Linked DNA regions of Zea mays: regions 2 and 3 are each linked to region 1. The links are chromatin contacts, called in public Hi-C maps. All regions are on one chromosome and are shown on one strand. The core of a region is the stretch at or near the end of the contact, and the rest is flanking DNA. Distances in the headings are between cores, read along the strand shown.

Region 1 (2,700 bases), core at 70-2,569:
TTATTCTAGATATGCTACAAGCACACCATCACCACTTGCCACAATTTATATAAATAAATAAAAATGAAATTGCAAAGCATGAAGGGAGAAACATAAAAGCGGTATCAGTTATTGTTTTCAAACACATCATGTTAATGTTGACCATAAAACAACTGTACCACAAACATTGAAGTACACCGCCTCTGTGTGCCAGAACCCAGAATTGTGAGTTCAACAGCCTTTTCACATGCTAGGAGTTGGATATGACTTTTTATATGTCAGCAGGCTTACTACCACGAATTTCTTGGCTTATTAATGCAACAAACATAAAGAAATATGAATTTATTGGCACTTTTAAGCCCTCGAAGGGATTGTCATCAGATGTTGGTTTATGCACAAACACCGATTCCAGATGTAGATAATTGGTAGGAATATAATGATAGTGTTTTTTGGTGATAGAGGGACATCTAGGCTGGTAAAACTGAAGATACTACAGATGGTATTTTACTATGTGCCAGTCTTCTGGATTTCATATTTCAGAAAACCTCTTTGTTCACTGCAAAGTATATTCCTATCAAACTAAGATTAACACTGATGTCAGCTTCCGAGCAATCGAATCATTACACTAAGCACCACCATTTCTATTAGTGGAATAGTTACAGTCAGGAAGACCTACATCTTATGTGTGATTGCTGACAAGATTTTGCAAGCCGCAAAAATGTATACATGAATGTAGCAACAGTTTAATCGCCTAGACGTACCCCACAATTCCGCTGTAATTTTAGGTACCTGGCATTGGAGCGCTCGCCAAGGACGCGCTTGCGCTCCGCCTCCTCCCTGGCGACCTCCGCGATGCGCGCGCGGAGCTCCTTGCGCTGCCTCCTCACGATTCCGCGCAGCCGCTCGGCCTCCTCGGCGGCGAGGTCCCGCTCCCTCGCCTCGGCCTCCCTGGCCGCGGCGTCACCCACGCCCGCCCCTATCACCCCGCCCTCCCGCGCCCGCCGGGCCGCGACGCCGTGGACGAGGATGTTGCGGCGCGCAGTGGCAACGGTGCGCTCGGAGCGGACGCGTCGGAGCAGGAAGGACCAGACGGGGATCATGTTGCCCCGGCAGATCTTGCGGAGCTGCTCCGGTGCGGGCGGGGCCGTGGGGTACCCCATCTCGTCCTGCAGCCACTCGATGATGGCGTCCGGGGAGACGCCTCCGGGGCCGCTGCCCCCCGACACGGAGGACGGGGGCATCGCTACCGGCGGGGGCGCAAACCCTAGGCACGCGGCGCTCGATCTGGTGAATGGGGAAGAGGGGATTGGGGTAGGGGTGGGTGGGGCAGTGGCGGTGGAGGGAGAGAGTGAGATTGGTTTTTTTGAACTTTTTCCCGGTTTTGCTTTGGATCTGTCCGCTTGGACAGGACGAGGCAACGGGACGGCGCTGGAGCAGGCCGGCTGTTTGGTAGTCGATGTCTCGACTCTCGAGGACGGCCGACCGGCGACTTACCGGTGAGCCCTCTATCGGTCTCACTGCCGTCTGCCTGGGCACTGGAGCATGGAAGAAACCTCACCATTAGACAGTGCTCTCCTATTTAGTAGTTAAAAAAATAGTAATAAAAAGATAAATAGAGTTTGATAATGATATTTATAGGGGAGAATATAGAGGGAACCGCTGCGGGAGATGAAAAAATAGAGGATAAAATGTTGATAATGTTGTGGGGGATAGATATCCCCTGGGTCCACTAAAGAAGTAAAAGGCCTCACGAAAAGCCCAAGGGCCCAAATGATTCGTAAGGTCATTCTTTCGTGGGCCTAGGGAAAGACAACCAATAAAGAAGACGTGGGACTGATTAGTGCAAACACAGGCGGCCCACAACGTCAAACGAATGAATCACAAACAGAGACCCGACTTTCCCGCGCTGAAGCCCCCATGCAACGGAGCCATGCGAGGATAAGTCGGCGGAGGTTACGTAAGGATAAACTCAAGAGGTTTACTATCTTTCAGCTACTTGTTGTTATCGTATCACATGTAATGCTCCACGGCCGAGTATATAAGGCCTAGGGGGCACCCCATCAGATCGACCCGAGACTACTTAGCCACCCACAAACATTCTCTGTGCCTTCTATCCAGAGAATCCTCTTGTAACCACGCTCATATACTCACCAGGACGTAGGGTGTTACGCACTTCTAAGCGGCCCGAACCTGCAAACCTTGTCCATTGTCCCTCGTGCGATCGGCACGAACCATTTTGCTACAGTCGTCGACACCGTCCTACTCCTAAAAGCACCTTGAGGGGCAACCCCGGGTGCGCGGTCGGACCCAAAACACCGACAGCTGGCGCGCCAGGTAGGGGGTGTGTCGACGATCCAAGCTAGCTCAATGGCCGTCACCTTCCATAGCAAGATTACCATGCGCCCCGGATCCACATTCTGCTTCGGAACAATCTCATCCGTGGCGGACGAAGAAGGAATTCTACACCGCCTCGCGGATCTACCGGAACAGAAGTCTCCTCCAACAAACTCCGAGGATGCTGGAAAAGCACTACCTCCGGCTCTTCGGAACAAGATCGCCTTCGGGGAGGCTGGAGCTAGAAGCTCGCTGACCCGGAAGACTCCGCTGTCTACTTCCCCAACGAAAGAATGGACACAAGTCATAAGGAAGAAGGAGATCAGAGGGAGGCCAGTCATTCTTCCCGTTCCTCCGACCTCAAAGGAGAACGGAAAGAAATCCGCC
Region 2 (2,718 bases), core at 124-2,623, 200 kb after region 1:
CATGGCATGTGCTATCAGCTGGTAGGGGTGAACACGAACAGAAAGAATCCTATTTCGTCCGCTAATGTATTCCGTTTTGATCTAGACTGATTTCATATTTGCAGGAAAAACAAGAACCGAATGGAAATAAGATGATATATTGCGAGAATGGGAACGAAAACGGTTCAGTGTTTTTCCGTTTGTATTTTTGAAATCTCGTTTTTACAGGAACATTCCTGTTTTAGTCGCATTACTTAATTTGTGTTTGCCTGATGGATTCGGGCTTACTTGCATAATCTTTGATGTTACCATATTAGCCTGTTACGTACAACCGTATAGGCTACTCCCACTTGTCTTGTGTATCCGCAAGTTTCGGTCGATGATTGATGAACGTTGACAGAAAAAGTGTTGCCTTTGCACAAGTTGTTGAGCTGTAACAAAAAAAACTTAGCTACCTTTTAAACGTGTGAAGTTATGATTTATGGTGTCCGAAACTCCTAATATTGTGTTTACTGACAGTGTGTTTGGATGGAGGGACGAGGAAGGATGAAGAGGGATGGGATGAGATCATTTTAATTTGACATGCGTTTGGTTTGGAGGTCCAGAGTCAGGGTCAAGGAATATTGTTCAAAAATGGTGGATGAGGCTATCCCTCAAAAAATAAGGGACGGGGTCAACCCATGGTTGATCCCGTCCCACCCCTCGTTGACACCGAACCAAACACTACCTGAGTGATAGTACAATATTGCATATTTCGGCTAAAGTTTTCGTTTACCGCTCGTTTTTATTGCATATATATCTGTTTTAATACGTTTTCGTGTAAACTTATATCTCGCAACTGTTTTTGTTTTTGGTTATACTGATCCTGTTCTTAGACTCTGTTTGGATCCTTGTGGCTAATTGTTTGCTAGTGGCTAACAATTAGCCGACAAATCATTAGCTAGTAACAATTAGACATGATATGTTTGGAGTCTTGGCTAATAGAAGTCGTTTTCTCTCTACACGATCTATTAGCATGTATCAATAAAGTCAAATGGGTAATGGACAAACAGTTAGTCGCACTCTGGCTAACAATTAACCAATTTATTAGCTAGTCTGTTTGGAGACCAATATACTAAATTTAGCCGGTAAACTATTTGCAACACCGATCCAAACATGGTCTTATTTTCGGAAAAAAAATATGGTAACAGAAACTAGAGAATTGTTTCCCCAACGGTTCGTTTTCATCCCAGCAGCAGGACAACACCGATGATGATCCGATGCTCAATGGTTCGTGGGCCTCGCCCGAGTGGGACCCGGACTCGAACCCAACCAGATCCCCCCAAGGTCCCAAACCCATAAGCCACGCAAGCAAGCAGCGACTCCGTCCGCGCACGGCACCTTCCCCTCCCCCGCACGGCCGCACACACCAGACACCACCACCACTCGCAAGTCTCTTCGCCGTCTCGCCGAGTTATTAGAAGGCGGGGAAAAAAATCAACTCGAACGGGCGGGTGGCAACCAACCACCAAGCGGCGAGGGCGATGGCGGCGTCCTCGCCGCGGAAGCGGCTCCCTGCTGCGCGCCTCATCTTCGCCCTCCTCCTGATGTCCTCCGTGCTGCCGCGGGACGCCGGGGCGGTGGAACTGGGGCTGAAGCTGCCCTTCAGTCCGGGGGACGTGCTCCCCGTCCTGCCGCGGCAGGTGGCGTGGCCCGTCATGAACACGCTCCACAGCGCCGTCGACCTACTGCCGTCCTTCGTCGCCGCCGTGGCGCCCGGGGCGCCGGCGCCGGCGGCCTGGAAAGGCGCGTGCTTCTCGGAGAACGAGGCCGCTATCGAGCTCACGCCCGGGGACCGCAACGGGACCGACGTCGGCGGTGCCGTACTGCGCCTCAAGGTTCCCTTCCCTGCCTCTTGACCCTTGTGCCTTGTTTTCTCGTTCTGAAAATAGGGTCACGTTAGCTAAGCTTCCATGATTTGTTGAATTGGGCGGAATTGCTTGGTCTGCTGTTTGCAATCCGGTGAAATATAAGCGTAGGCAGTCTTGACAACTGTTGACTTGTGGTGGTGCACTGGTGATACGGGCAATCACTTCTTGCGTGTTGATTGTGTCGAGAAAAATTTAGTTGGGACTGATAAATAGCTCTAGTTCCTTTGTAAACATGTTTATATGTCAAAATCGGGAGTATTGGGAAACACTCAATTGGCAAGGTATGGGGGGAATGTTTTATAAATTATAACTAAAGACTCGTTTTAGTTTTTGTTCTGTGGATGTGCTTGAGAGGTACTGGGGAAGTAAAGCTGCCTAGTTCTTTACCATGTAAGCATTAGTCTCTTTTTGGTTGGGCTGGAGAGTATTTCTGCTTTCTGTGGCAAATTCTTGCTTTATCTGGTCATGTTTGTTAAGGCCCATTAGGCCCAGGCCTACTGCCTATATATATGACCTATAGTCCTTAGTGACAGATTATCAATTGTAAATCTCAAGGTTAGTAACATGATAACAGAGCAGGTTACGATTAGGGTTTCCCTAATTTTTCTAGCCGCCGTCGCGGCCTTCTCCCTCCCCCATCCTCCCCCTGCCGTCGCGGAGCCGCCGTCGCGGCCTTCCCCCACCTGCCAATGTCGCTGTCCGCCGCCGCGACCTTCTCTCTCCCCCCGCCGTCGCGGTCCTTCTGTGCTCTCTGCGCCGCACCGCCGTCCGCCGGGATCTTCGTCTCCGCCGAGATCAGCGCTGCGGATCTCTGCCCGCGCCGCCGTCG
Region 3 (2,775 bases), core at 170-2,669, 240 kb before region 1:
TAATTCAAACATGTGCATCAAACAAAATAATAATCTAGGCTTAGCATGATGCACACATTCATATCTACCCTAGGTTTTAATATTCCAAAGAAAATAATACATCTCCCCCATAATTAACCCAAAAATCCTATTAAAGAGAATAGAAAAGGAAAGCTATAGAGGTGAGAAAAGGAGTAACACATGAATTTGCTAGGTATTTAGAGAAGAAATTTTATACCCCAAGTTTAGGGTGTTACATCTACTCCTTGAAAAATGTGGAGTTGGGGGGGTAAACACCACCATTTTAGTGGAGCAACAAAAAGAGTACTCTATAAAACTTATTTCTAGATGTAGATGTGGAGTTCGAGGTTAATTACCCACCAATGCCACTTGTTATAGAGAAAAAAATTCATTTTTCCCCCTTTGTTCTTCCTCTAGTCGCGCTGATCTCCTCGCCATGATATACCAATGGTGCCGCTCCCCTCTTCCCTCCTGCCCTAGCTCTAGCGCCGCGAGTGTCCACATGCACGATTGTGCCACGATCGAGTGACAGGTGTATGTAGTTTACTGATGAAGTAGAGGATGATGCGGTAGTTGGAGAAGCGCCCTGTGGCACGACGAAAGGTATCGCCATATGGTTACAAGAGTGTGGGCTCGCTAGAGTTGTTTCCGGTGTCAGCCAGCGAGTCCCCAAAGCTGAACATGCACGGGTAGCATGCCACCACCAGCTCCGCCCCCAACTATTACCATTACCGCCACAACCGGTCAGTTGTCTTCTTCCTAACGACCACACCCACGCTCGCTCTTCTAGCTCCACTCCCAACGCACGCTCTTCTAGCTCCGGTCCCACCGCACGTTGGCTGCCAATGGCCTCCCGCTCTCCACGTCGGCTATGGCTACACCGCTGCCACAATCTAGCGACCCGCGTCGGGGACATGCTCAATGCCGTCGTGTAGAGCGCCTTCACGAGGCTCGTTACATGATCAATTCCGTGATGGGTTAGGGTAACAAATATAATTTCGAATGCAATCTCAAATTTCTAGACGTAGAGCTACATTACAAACCAAATACATCAAAATATCGTAAAACTATGGAGTAGAATTGCTCTATAGTGTAGTTAGTGGAGTAGAGCTGGAATTGGTGGAGTCCTAAACAACCATTATTAGCGAGGACGTTCAGTTTGCTAAAAAAAGCACCGACATTTAGGCGCAGAAAAAAAAGGTGTTCATGGGTTCACTCTCACAACCCATACAGGCACCCAACATTCTAGCCCTCCGTGTCGTCAACGGCAAAGCCAAACCCATCAAACCCGCCGTCCAAACCAGCTGACCACAGCAGCAGCTCTCCATCGGACGGCAGAGAGCAGCCGTTCGCCACTTGGATTCAAACGCCCCGTCACTCTAACCGCTGCTGAAACTACCAAATTACCCCTAGCCCGCTCCCTCAGCTTCCTGCTCCGTTGGAACGGACAGCCGCGGCAGTCCCCAGCCCCCCCGCTTCCTGCACCCTCGCTGCTAGGGTTTTCTCGCAATCCAGCCCCTCTGTCATGGCCAAGACGAAGCAAGGGAAGCGGGATGTCGACGCCTATACCATCAAGGGCACCAACAAGGTGGTCCGAGGTAAGCCCTGCCAGTCCGTGCTCTTGATCGAGCCCGTCGCGTGCTCTAGTCTAAAGATTTGAGCTCTGACGTCTCTTGTTGCTCTGCGTGAACCGTGAAGTGGGGGACTGCGTGCTGATGCGGCCAGCGGACACGGACAACCCGCCGTACGTGGCGCGGGTGGAGCGGATGGAGTCGGACGGGCGCGGCAGCGTGAGGGTGCGGGTGCGCTGGTACTACCGCCCCGAGGAGGCCAAGGGCGGCCGACGCCCGTTCCACGGTGCCAAGGAGCTCTTCCTCTCCGACCACTTCGACACGCAGAGCGCCCACACCATTGAGGGCAAGTGCATCGTTCACTCCTTCAAGAGCTACACCAAGCTCGACAACGTTGGTCCGGAGGACTTCTACTGCCGATTTGACTACAAGGCCGCCACCGGTGCATTCACCCCCGACCGTGTCGCCGTGTACAAAGCTCTTCCTTTTCTGTAACCTTTTGTCATGTGGTGGTTAATCAGTTTGTATTATTTTTGCTTCTGATGTAATGTGGGATTTTTGATCTTATGTGACATTGTTTGTATGTGAAGATATTGCAAGTGTGAGATGCCGTACAACCCGGATGACCTCATGGTGCAGTGTGAAGGATGCAAGGACTGGTAAAATCCTGTGAAAACTCCACACTTTTCTCCCATTAGTGCATGTTTTGAGAGGGGTTTATCTAGTAAAATCACTGTGAAATGGCTCCACATTTTGCCCTCAACAATAAATCTCTTGAAATGGTGCTGATGTGGTGGTTATATGAACTGCCTTTCATCAAGATGTTATTTTTTTCTGCTCTCTTGCCCTATGTCTACTTTGTTATGCAGAATGAACTAATTAATTTATCTTGTGTTTATTTAGTTTCCTTTTGACTGCGAGGCGAAGTATAATTCATCTGGAATATCTACTTTGGTCAGGATTAGGACCAAACAATGAATGATGAACATGGGGTTCCTTAGAGCCTTATGCTCCTGTGTTTGCTTGGTCCTTATGTAAGATATATATGGTATTCACTACTGACTAGTATTGCTTACACAGTCTTTGTAGATATATTTAGTTTCAAGAACTGTTTAAACACATCATCAAGGACTGGTTTTCTGCAAAATCTCGTAGCATTTATCTGTTTTGTTCTGTTTAATTATACCTGTTGCACATTGGTTTT

The links. Hi-C and Micro-C count contacts between places; a contact is called where the count stands out from the background.
Region 2: a contact with region 1 is called in a Hi-C map of leaf, with 2.4 times the contacts expected there. The contact joins the promoter of LOC100274556 here to the promoter of LOC100383327 in region 1. A contact is called at or near these places in 8 of 25 Hi-C or Micro-C datasets (bundle sheath, ear, endosperm and 3 more).
Region 3: a contact with region 1 is called in a Hi-C map of leaf, with 5 times the contacts expected there. The contact joins the promoter of LOC100217096 here to the promoter of LOC100383327 in region 1. A contact is called at or near these places in 9 of 25 Hi-C or Micro-C datasets (bundle sheath, ear, endosperm and 3 more).

The regions. Positions count from the first base shown.
Region 1 is chr7:110,803,123-110,805,822 of Zm-B73-REFERENCE-NAM-5.0, forward strand. It overlaps LOC100383327, which reads right to left and starts at 1,320. Exons shown (of 10, transcript NM_001175985.1): 1 at 769-1,320. The coding sequence starts at 1,220.
Region 2 is chr7:111,003,407-111,006,124 of Zm-B73-REFERENCE-NAM-5.0, forward strand. It overlaps LOC100274556, which reads left to right and starts at 1,374. Exons shown (of 7, transcript NM_001148911.1): 1 at 1,374-1,856. The coding sequence starts at 1,503.
Region 3 is chr7:110,562,792-110,565,566 of Zm-B73-REFERENCE-NAM-5.0, forward strand. LOC100217096 reads left to right here and starts at 1,420. Exons shown (of 6, transcript NR_158698.1): 1 at 1,420-1,598; 2 at 1,699-2,041; 3 at 2,162-2,230; 4 at 2,475-2,619.